2 separate regions of the Astyanax mexicanus genome follow, and region 2 is linked to region 1. Evidence: chromatin contacts called from public Hi-C data. All regions are on one chromosome and are shown on one strand. The core of a region is the stretch at or near the end of the contact, and the rest is flanking DNA. Distances in the headings are between cores, read along the strand shown. Region 1 holds the start of LOC103030049 (sodium/potassium/calcium exchanger 1-like). Region 2 overlaps LOC103030577 (a long non-coding RNA gene).

Region 1 (4,378 bases), core at 258-2,757:
GTTCACGTCTTCAGCAGAGTGTTAGGATGAGGTCAAACACAAGTGTACCGAGCCTTTAATGAGTCACGCTCTCACCAGTACTTTGTGCTGCTCTCAAACCGGTAGGCCAAAGGCTTTTTCGTACAGTAAGCCCTCAGAAACAGAGGGACCTTGGGCCTGGGGTGGGGTGGGTGGGTCCAATGCTCTCTTGCTCTTTCATACTGATGGAAAGGAATCTTCTGCTCATAGCTTCTCACACAATGAAACCTCAGCTGATTCGACCCACCAGTGCGTCACATGACCCTGATGCTGGCATTCCATCAATCCCCCCATCCTCCTCCTCCTTCTTCTTCTACTTTACAGATACCCACATTCATACCAGTCTCTTCATCACGCTGGCTAGCCATTAGCATTCATTCACAGTTATATCGGTGTTTTTTGTGTGTGTGTTTTAAAAACAAATCATTTCCTCTTTCTCTTTCTTTTTTTTCGTTTTTTTTTGCGTTTTTGCGTGTATTCAACTAGGACAACACTGATAGGATGATGGAGCACCCCTCCCAGCTCCCAAGAGCCTAACCCGTGCACAGAACAGCAAAACGTCACAAGTTAGGGTCTCAGGGATTGCGAGAGGCACAATTTGATTGTTTTTGTTTGTTTGTCTGTTTTTTCTTTTTGTTTCAATGTCTGCCTTTGCTTTAAAAAAAATGGACATGGACACACAGCAATGCAATGCACCTGCAATGACATCAGAATAATAATAATGATAATAATAAAAAAACACACTGGGAAAAAAAAAAAAAAAAAAACTGACTGGCCGGGATGTACAGCGAAATTTCTGTGGAAATTAAACACCTGTAGTAAAAAATAAAATTAAAAAGGCTCCGTATATGTTTTTGTCTTTTTGTCTGTGACAGACAACAAGTGCAACCTTCAGCCAGACACAACACTGACATCCCCCCCCTCCCCCCCAACTCTTTCTCTCTTTCTCTCTCTCTTTTCCTCTCTCCTACTCTCTCACTCTCTCTCCAGAACCCTCCCCGCCTCCCCTTCCCGGCCCCTGCTGCCACTCTCCCGCCCCATCTTACAGGCCGAACAATGCTGCACTTTGAAAAATGCCCCCTGGCTCCCAGGTAAACTTAGCCTTCTTTCAATAAGCTCCTCTCTCACAGCCATTCATGCACTCATAGTCATCGTAATAGCTCTCAGACTCTCAGTCAGCTGCTTTCTCTCTTCACTGCTACGGCATTAACTGCTCTGGATGTACAACACGACAGTCGAAAGCTTTATTAACCACGTGTATAATAAATAAAGATGCATTTAAATTAATATATATATATATATAACACATTATTTCCATAGCATACGTGATTAGTTAAGCAGATTAAAACATAAAACCAAGCTTCGGCACTGTACAACGCTGCTATCTATCGAGAATGACCCGAACGAAGCCAGAGCAAGAGCAGTTGTGGAGACAAAGGTAATCAAAACACTAACAGATGCTGCAGCTGTGGGTGGGAGAGGGAGAGAGAGTGCGAGAGAGAGAGAGAGAGAGAGAGAGGTACAGGGAGTCTGCTCGAGAGGGAGAGAGAGAAAAAGAGAGAGAGAGAAGGAGAGAGAGCAAGAGAAGGAAGGAAGGAAGGAAAAGAGGAAAGGAGGAAGGAAGGAGAAAATGGTTTAAAAAGAACTCACCCGGGTTTGGTTTGCGGCGGCGCCGCAGCCGAGCGCCCTTCGTCCGCAGCCCTGCTGGACAAAAGAAAGGCAGAGCGAGAGAGCGTGAGAGAGAGACAGGAGGAGAACGAAACAGAGAACGAGAGAACGAGAGAATGAGAGAAAATCTCCGATTTCAACTTTTTGTCAGGAGCGAGAGCACTGACAAAGCAAAAACGATAAAAAACAAACAAAAAAAAAAAACAATAACCAAAAACCAAGCGGCGCAGACTGGACGGGATGGACAGACGGAAGCTGGGGGATGGCGGGAAAAGAGGAGCGGCCGAGAGCGCAGGTTGAAGCTGGAGACGCGTGGGTCCATGTGCAGAGGGATGAAGCGCAGGCACACCAGAGGGCAGACTTTTCACGTTCAGCCAGACGAAAGGGGGTGGGAGGGCGAAACGAGGAGGATGACGACGGTGGCGGTGATGGTGATGATGATGAAGAAGAAGAAGAAGAAGCAGCAAAAAAAGAAGAAGAAGATAATGAGGAAGATGATGATGATTATGGCGGCGGCTGCGGTGGTGTCGAGAGCATGCAGGTAGGCATGGGGGGAAAAGCCTGTAGGACTGGCAGGGAGGAAGAGCTGAGAGGAAGTGCAACTGGCAGCCAGCAGCCCGGGCCACAACACCAGCAAATCATACCAGTCTACTAGATCTCAGAAGAGGGGGGGGGGGGTTGGGTGGAGGGGTTCAGCGTGACAGAAACACACACACACACACACACACACACACACACACACACACACACACACACACACACACACACACTCACTGACTTACTCACTCATTCACTTCACCTTGCTGCTGCTCTCATCCAGCGCTGGTAAGCTACAGACGCTCCATGCATGCATATATATATATATATATATATACACGCACGCACATATCCCTGGTTCGGCTTCAGCTTTGGCTCCAGTCTCCAGAAGAAATAAGCATAGAGATAAAGAAGTAAAAGCAGCAGCACTCGCGCGCAAAAAAAAAAAAAAAAAACAAGCTCTGGCAGGAAATCGCGCAAAAATCCCCCTGACAAGAAAATCGCGGAGAAAAAAAAAAAGGACGTACAACTGGAAAGAGCCATCGGTGCATTGTGCTGGCTCCTTTCGCCGCCGCTCTCTCTCTCGCGCTCCACACCCCCTTCTTCTCTTTCACTCTCCGTATCTGTCTTACATTTCTCCCTCCCTCTCTCTCCCGCTCTCTCTCTCTCTCTCTCTCTCGCTCCGTCCTGCGCGCACTCTTTCTCTCGCACTCCCTCTTTCCTGCCGCACACACACTTTTCCTCTCATTCGATCTCTCACCAAGCAAAATTGAAAACGGGGGGTTGGTGGGGTGGGTGGGAGTGTAGTTCAGTGTAGGGAAAAAAAAGCATGACACCCCCTGGTCCTTCTTTCTCTGCCTTTATAAATCCATGTTGAGTGGCAGGAGGAGGAAAAAAAAAAAAAAGAGAGAAAAAGTTGGAGAAAAGAAAAAAGAAAAGAAAAAGGAAAGAACGAGTACCAGAGTATCATCCGTTAATTTGCTCGCACAGCTGTGATTAGTTAAAGTCGGAGGCCCACCTCTCCGCCGTATCAACCAGAAAACGCGAGAGAGAGAGAGAGAAAAAGAGAAAGAGAGAGAAAGAGAGAGATGAGAAAGTTGTCCGTCTTGTGCTTTTCCTTTTTCCTTATTTATTTCTCTCTTTCTCTCTTCGTTCAATTATTTTTTTATTTTAAGTCCTTCAATATCTTGTCAAGTTCCTTCTTTTTCTTGTTTCGTTCAATCCATCATCATTATCTTTTTTCCTTTTTTTTTTTAAATCTTCCTCTCATGGATTTCCCAGCCACACTGTCTTTTCCCTGGCATTCTGACTTGACTAACATTCCTGGCATCATTAATAAGACTTTTAGAAAGAGAATGAGAGAGAGAGAGAGAGAGAGAGAGAGAGAGAGAAACAGAGAGAGAGAGAGAGAGAGAGAGTAAGCTGGCCCTAGAAACATAGCTACATGATGTGCTTGGCTTATGGAGGCTACATTTAATCTCCACTGGCTCCCCCAGGCTTGGGCCGAGAGAGGGGGAGAGAGCAGCCAGGGATGATGGGGGGAGGGACGAGTGTAGCAGGAAGGGTGGGAGGCGACGGACGACAGCAATCGGCTCAAATAAACGACCGCGCGGTACCTGGGGAAAGAAGGAAGAGAGCGAGCGAGAGAGAGAGAGAGAGAGAGAGAGGACAGAGAGAGGAGAGAGAAAGAAAATGCCTACACCACACTGCCCTCTCTCTTTTCCTTTCTTTATTTTCCCTCGCTTTTCCCTCAAAACCTCAGAATCGTTCATTCTTTCTCGGCTCTGCTCTCACTCAATCCCCTCTCTCACTCACTGTAACTGTCACTCACGCTGCGCCGCCGGACGCTTTGACCATCCATTCCATCCATGTCTTTGCTTTGAAACAACTCTGATGCTTTCCCTTTTAAATTCCCCCCCAACGCCGCACACCACCTCCCCCCCACACCCTCGCCACTGCTATGCTCATTTATCACCCTCTTTTCGTCCAGATACAGCCAGCCCATCAGCCAGAAGCTAATATTAGACCGCCTTTGACAGTGCCGGCTGCCACCGAGCGCCTGCAGCAAGCAGACACATGCACACAGACAGACGCCTGCAAATACGTCTAACACACACACTCCCGTACACATACATGCATGCATCCGTGCTTACAC
Region 2 (3,800 bases), core at 1,102-3,601, 100 kb after region 1:
GAAATTAGAAGTGTTTTGTGCGTGTTTTGCATGTGTGTACTGCATATGTGTGTGATGTTCTTGTGTGTATGGTTATGTATGTGTGTGTGTGCGTCTGCTGTGTCTGCTAAAAATGGCAGAGAGCTCACACCGGAGCGAGGAGGGAGGAGGTCAAACATTCATTTTACACTGCCTTTACACACACTGACAGATGCTGTCTGCTTTGATCTATCTTTAGCCAATCCACTGCTATCTGCAGGCCACTGTCCGGAAAGCTGCTTAGAGATTCTGCCTGTTCTACACCCAGCAGCCCAGCGGCCCAGCGGCAGTGCATGTACAGTACGCCGCTCACAGCTCAGAAAAAGACGATTGGGGGAGGGGATCTGCTTCATTCAGCTCAACTCACTCTAATTGCACTACATAACCGTAAACAGTCATACTGTACACAACTACTATAACAGCTATACGAGCTGCAGAGTGCAGGACAGTGCGGAGAAAGAGAGAGAGGTGAATGAGAGCATGAATGAGGTGGTAGACAGTGATAAAGACAGAGATTCAGACAGAGAGGGTGACTGAAAATTAATGGGACAAATAGTAGACAATGCGAGACAATATGCTAGAATCAGATTTAGAGTGACGGAAAGGATGAGAATATATGAGGTGGTACAGAGAGAAAGAAAGAGACAGAACAGAGAGAGAGAGAGAGAGAGACGAGAGAAAATCAAATGTAGAGATTGAAGGAAAAAAGAAAGAGGGACAAAGAAAGAAAGCAGGATGAGATGAGAACGAATGAGGTGGTAAGGAGAGATTGAGAGAGTCTGAGCAGAGAGAAACAGGGAAAGAAAGATAGAGGTAAGCAGAGTTTCCACCCAGTGAAGTTATACGAATAAACCTTTTGAGAGCATCCAGCATGTCCAGCAATAGGAATCAAAGTAATGAAACAAGACATGCCTTATGCACTTACTACTTCATTTGGAGACTTTATATGTTGTTTAATTTAAAACTATTTTTTAATCACCAACCTATTTTTTTTTCTAAACAAAAGAAAGAACTCAATTGGTGAATGAAAAACCCTTTACATGGTTTGAAAAAGGATAGTAAGTGAAAAAGTAGAGAGAGAGAAAGAAAGAAAGAAAGAAAGAAAGAAAGAAAGAAAGAAAGAAAGAAAGAAAGAAAGAAAGAAAAAGAAAGAAAGAAAGAAAAAGAAAGAAAGAAAGAACCTGTAAAGTGCAGTAAAACAGAGTAAGAGTGAAACACGTTTGAGTGAAAGATAAAGGTAAGAGAGAAAAATAGAAAAACAAAGTCAGACAGAGTGAAAAAAGAAAGAGACAATGTAAGAAAAAGAAAACAATAGCAAGAAAGCAGATAGAACAGACACAAAGAGACAGAAAAAAACAGATAAACAAAGAAAAGAAACAGAAAAATAATTATATAAATAGAGAGAGAAAGTAAGAAAAACAAGAGAAAGCAGAGAGGACAAAATACAGAAAGAGATGGAAAAAGAGACAGAGTGCAAAAGAAACCAGAAAACCAGAAAAAGGGAGAACAACATAAAGAAACAAATAGGGGAAAAGACAGAAAGCAACTGAAAAATAAAATTGAACAAAAAAAAGAGAATAAACCAACAGTGAGAGGACGAAATAGAAAAAGACAGAAAGAGAGCAAGCAGAGAGAGGCTAAAATAGAGATGAAGAGAAAACAGAGAGGAGATGAAAAAGTGTCTGAGATAAAGAGAGAATATAAAAAAGACAAAATTTAGAGAGAAACTTAAAAACAAATATAAAAAGAGACAAATAAATAGAGAAAATGACAGGAAAAAGCAGAGGGACAACGGATGAATAAGTGAGGTGATGGACAGAATAAGGGAAAATAGAGTAAAGAAAGAAAGAAAGAAAGAAAGAGTAAAATGAGGGTGAGATTTAAGCTATGTAAAAAGAACTGAAGATGGATGAAGAGAACGAGAAACAGAGAGAAGCACAATGGTGGTGACAATGGCAGCAGCAGCAGAAAGCAATGTTACAGGGCTGGATGCTCTCTCTCTCTCTCCCTCTATCTCTTTCCCTCTCTGTCTGTCTCTCTCTCTCTCTGTCTCACCCTCACTCTCACTCGGAGCACAGCGCGGCCAGGCTGAACCGAGTGAACTGCAGCCGAGTGTTTGCCGTGAGGTCAGAGAGTCCAACATTCCTCTGGAGCTGTGTGTTTACACTGCTCGGAGAAAGGGGGGCTGAGCAGGGGGCGCGCGAGGGGCTTACAGGAAAGGAAACAAATCAGCTCCCAGCCTCACTGTAGGAGCGCCGGCCGCTCGGCCCGCCCGCGATGCCGCCGCACACCACACGCAGACACACGTACTGTACATCACAGCCCGGCTGATCATATTTACAGCTCTGCTGCGGCTCTGCTGTTTGTGTTCAGTGGAATCTACATGTTTGCTCTATACTGTTAAGTATAGCTCAGTTCTACAGAGACAGTTTATTTTCTCTTTATGTTATGAGCTCCACAACATGTGGGACAGGACTAGGGGTGTGCCATATTGTATAGTACGCATACATCTACTGGAGACTATCTGTCCAGTATCATTTATTTTACTTTATATATTTCCTGGATATATGGAGATATTTGGAGCTTATTATTATTATTATTAGAATCATGACATTCGGGATCATTGACTTCTGTTACAAATCTGAAATAAAATTCTTGTTTTTTTTTTTTTTTTTGTTTTTTTTTATCTCAGGTAGAGGTGTGCCATATCATATTGTATATGAAATAAAATGTAATTTTCATTTCATCGTAGTAGTGACTTCTTAAAATAAATATTTTAATTCAGTGTTTTGTCATATCGCCAAGAGTATCGCTACTGCGAAAATACCATGATTTATTGTGATATTATTTTAGCGACATATCGCCCACCCCTAGAGGAGAGAAAGCACTCTGGAACACTGCATCTAAAACAAGACTAGTAACTAACGGCTTATAGGATATATGGCGATATGGCCTTAAAAAAGTTTTTGGCAAAACAATATTCCTGGCAATATAATAACTTAAAAATACAATTCAGTAGAAAAGTCTGCAGTATGGCTGGAAGGTTAATCAAATTAATTTGTTTAATCAACTTCAAATATCAGGATAACTGCTATCGTATAATCAATATAGCCAGAGGAAATATCCGTAGATAGACATTTGCTTTTATCAGAAACCTGTGAAAAAACTACTTTTAACAAGCTTGCTTGTTATGTAAGAACTAAAAGTTGTAATCGAGAAATCACTCATATATTTGAATTTCAATAATTATTTTTTTTTACAATATCGACCATCCCTAGCCTGTAGTCTACATTGTTAACACTAACTTACAAGACTTACTAAACTTGTATGAAATAATAATATTAATGTAATGAAATAAATAAAGCAATGAAACAAAAAAAACTACCAAAAACTCAAGTGCAGAACACAGTGCATGCATGCAAACTACAAGCAAACAAACAATTATAATAAATGCATCCCTAAAGTTTCATAACAAAAAGAGTAAATAACAAAACTCATACAAACTAAACTGCTTTCAAGACAGAATATCGCCATTATATATTCTCTCAATAAATATTTGTTTTAGCGTTTTAAAAGTTATAATGATATTATTGTGTTGAACTTCTTTCATGATTCAAAACTGAGCTGCATGAACTTGTTTGGACAATACATTGTCCTATAAATAATATCCATATATTGTACGGTAAGTCAATAATGTAACTACATTTTTTTTTTTCCTTTGAGATGCATACTTTAAAAAAACTTGAATTTTCACTAGAAGTTACCAGAAATCAATGACTTGA

Evidence for each region. A called contact is a pair of places that touch in the nucleus more often than the background predicts.
Region 2: a contact with region 1 is called in a Hi-C map of muscle, with 17 times the contacts expected there. The contact joins the enhancer-like site here to the promoter of LOC103030049 in region 1. A contact is called at or near these places in 2 of 3 Hi-C or Micro-C datasets (both in muscle).

The regions. Positions count from the first base shown.
Region 1 is chr18:3,646,647-3,651,024 of AstMex3_surface, forward strand. LOC103030049 (sodium/potassium/calcium exchanger 1-like) reads left to right here and starts at 1,508. Exons shown (of 2, transcript XM_007231430.4): 1 at 1,508-2,227. The coding sequence starts at 1,949.
Region 2 is chr18:3,748,305-3,752,104 of AstMex3_surface, forward strand. All of the region lies in intron 2 of LOC103030577 (a long non-coding RNA gene), which reads right to left. Among protein-coding and RNA genes, the nearest start is that of LOC103030577, 37 kb to the right of the region's middle. Within about 2 kb of position 2,352, the one cell type or tissue checked has an H3K27ac peak away from gene starts, as active enhancers do.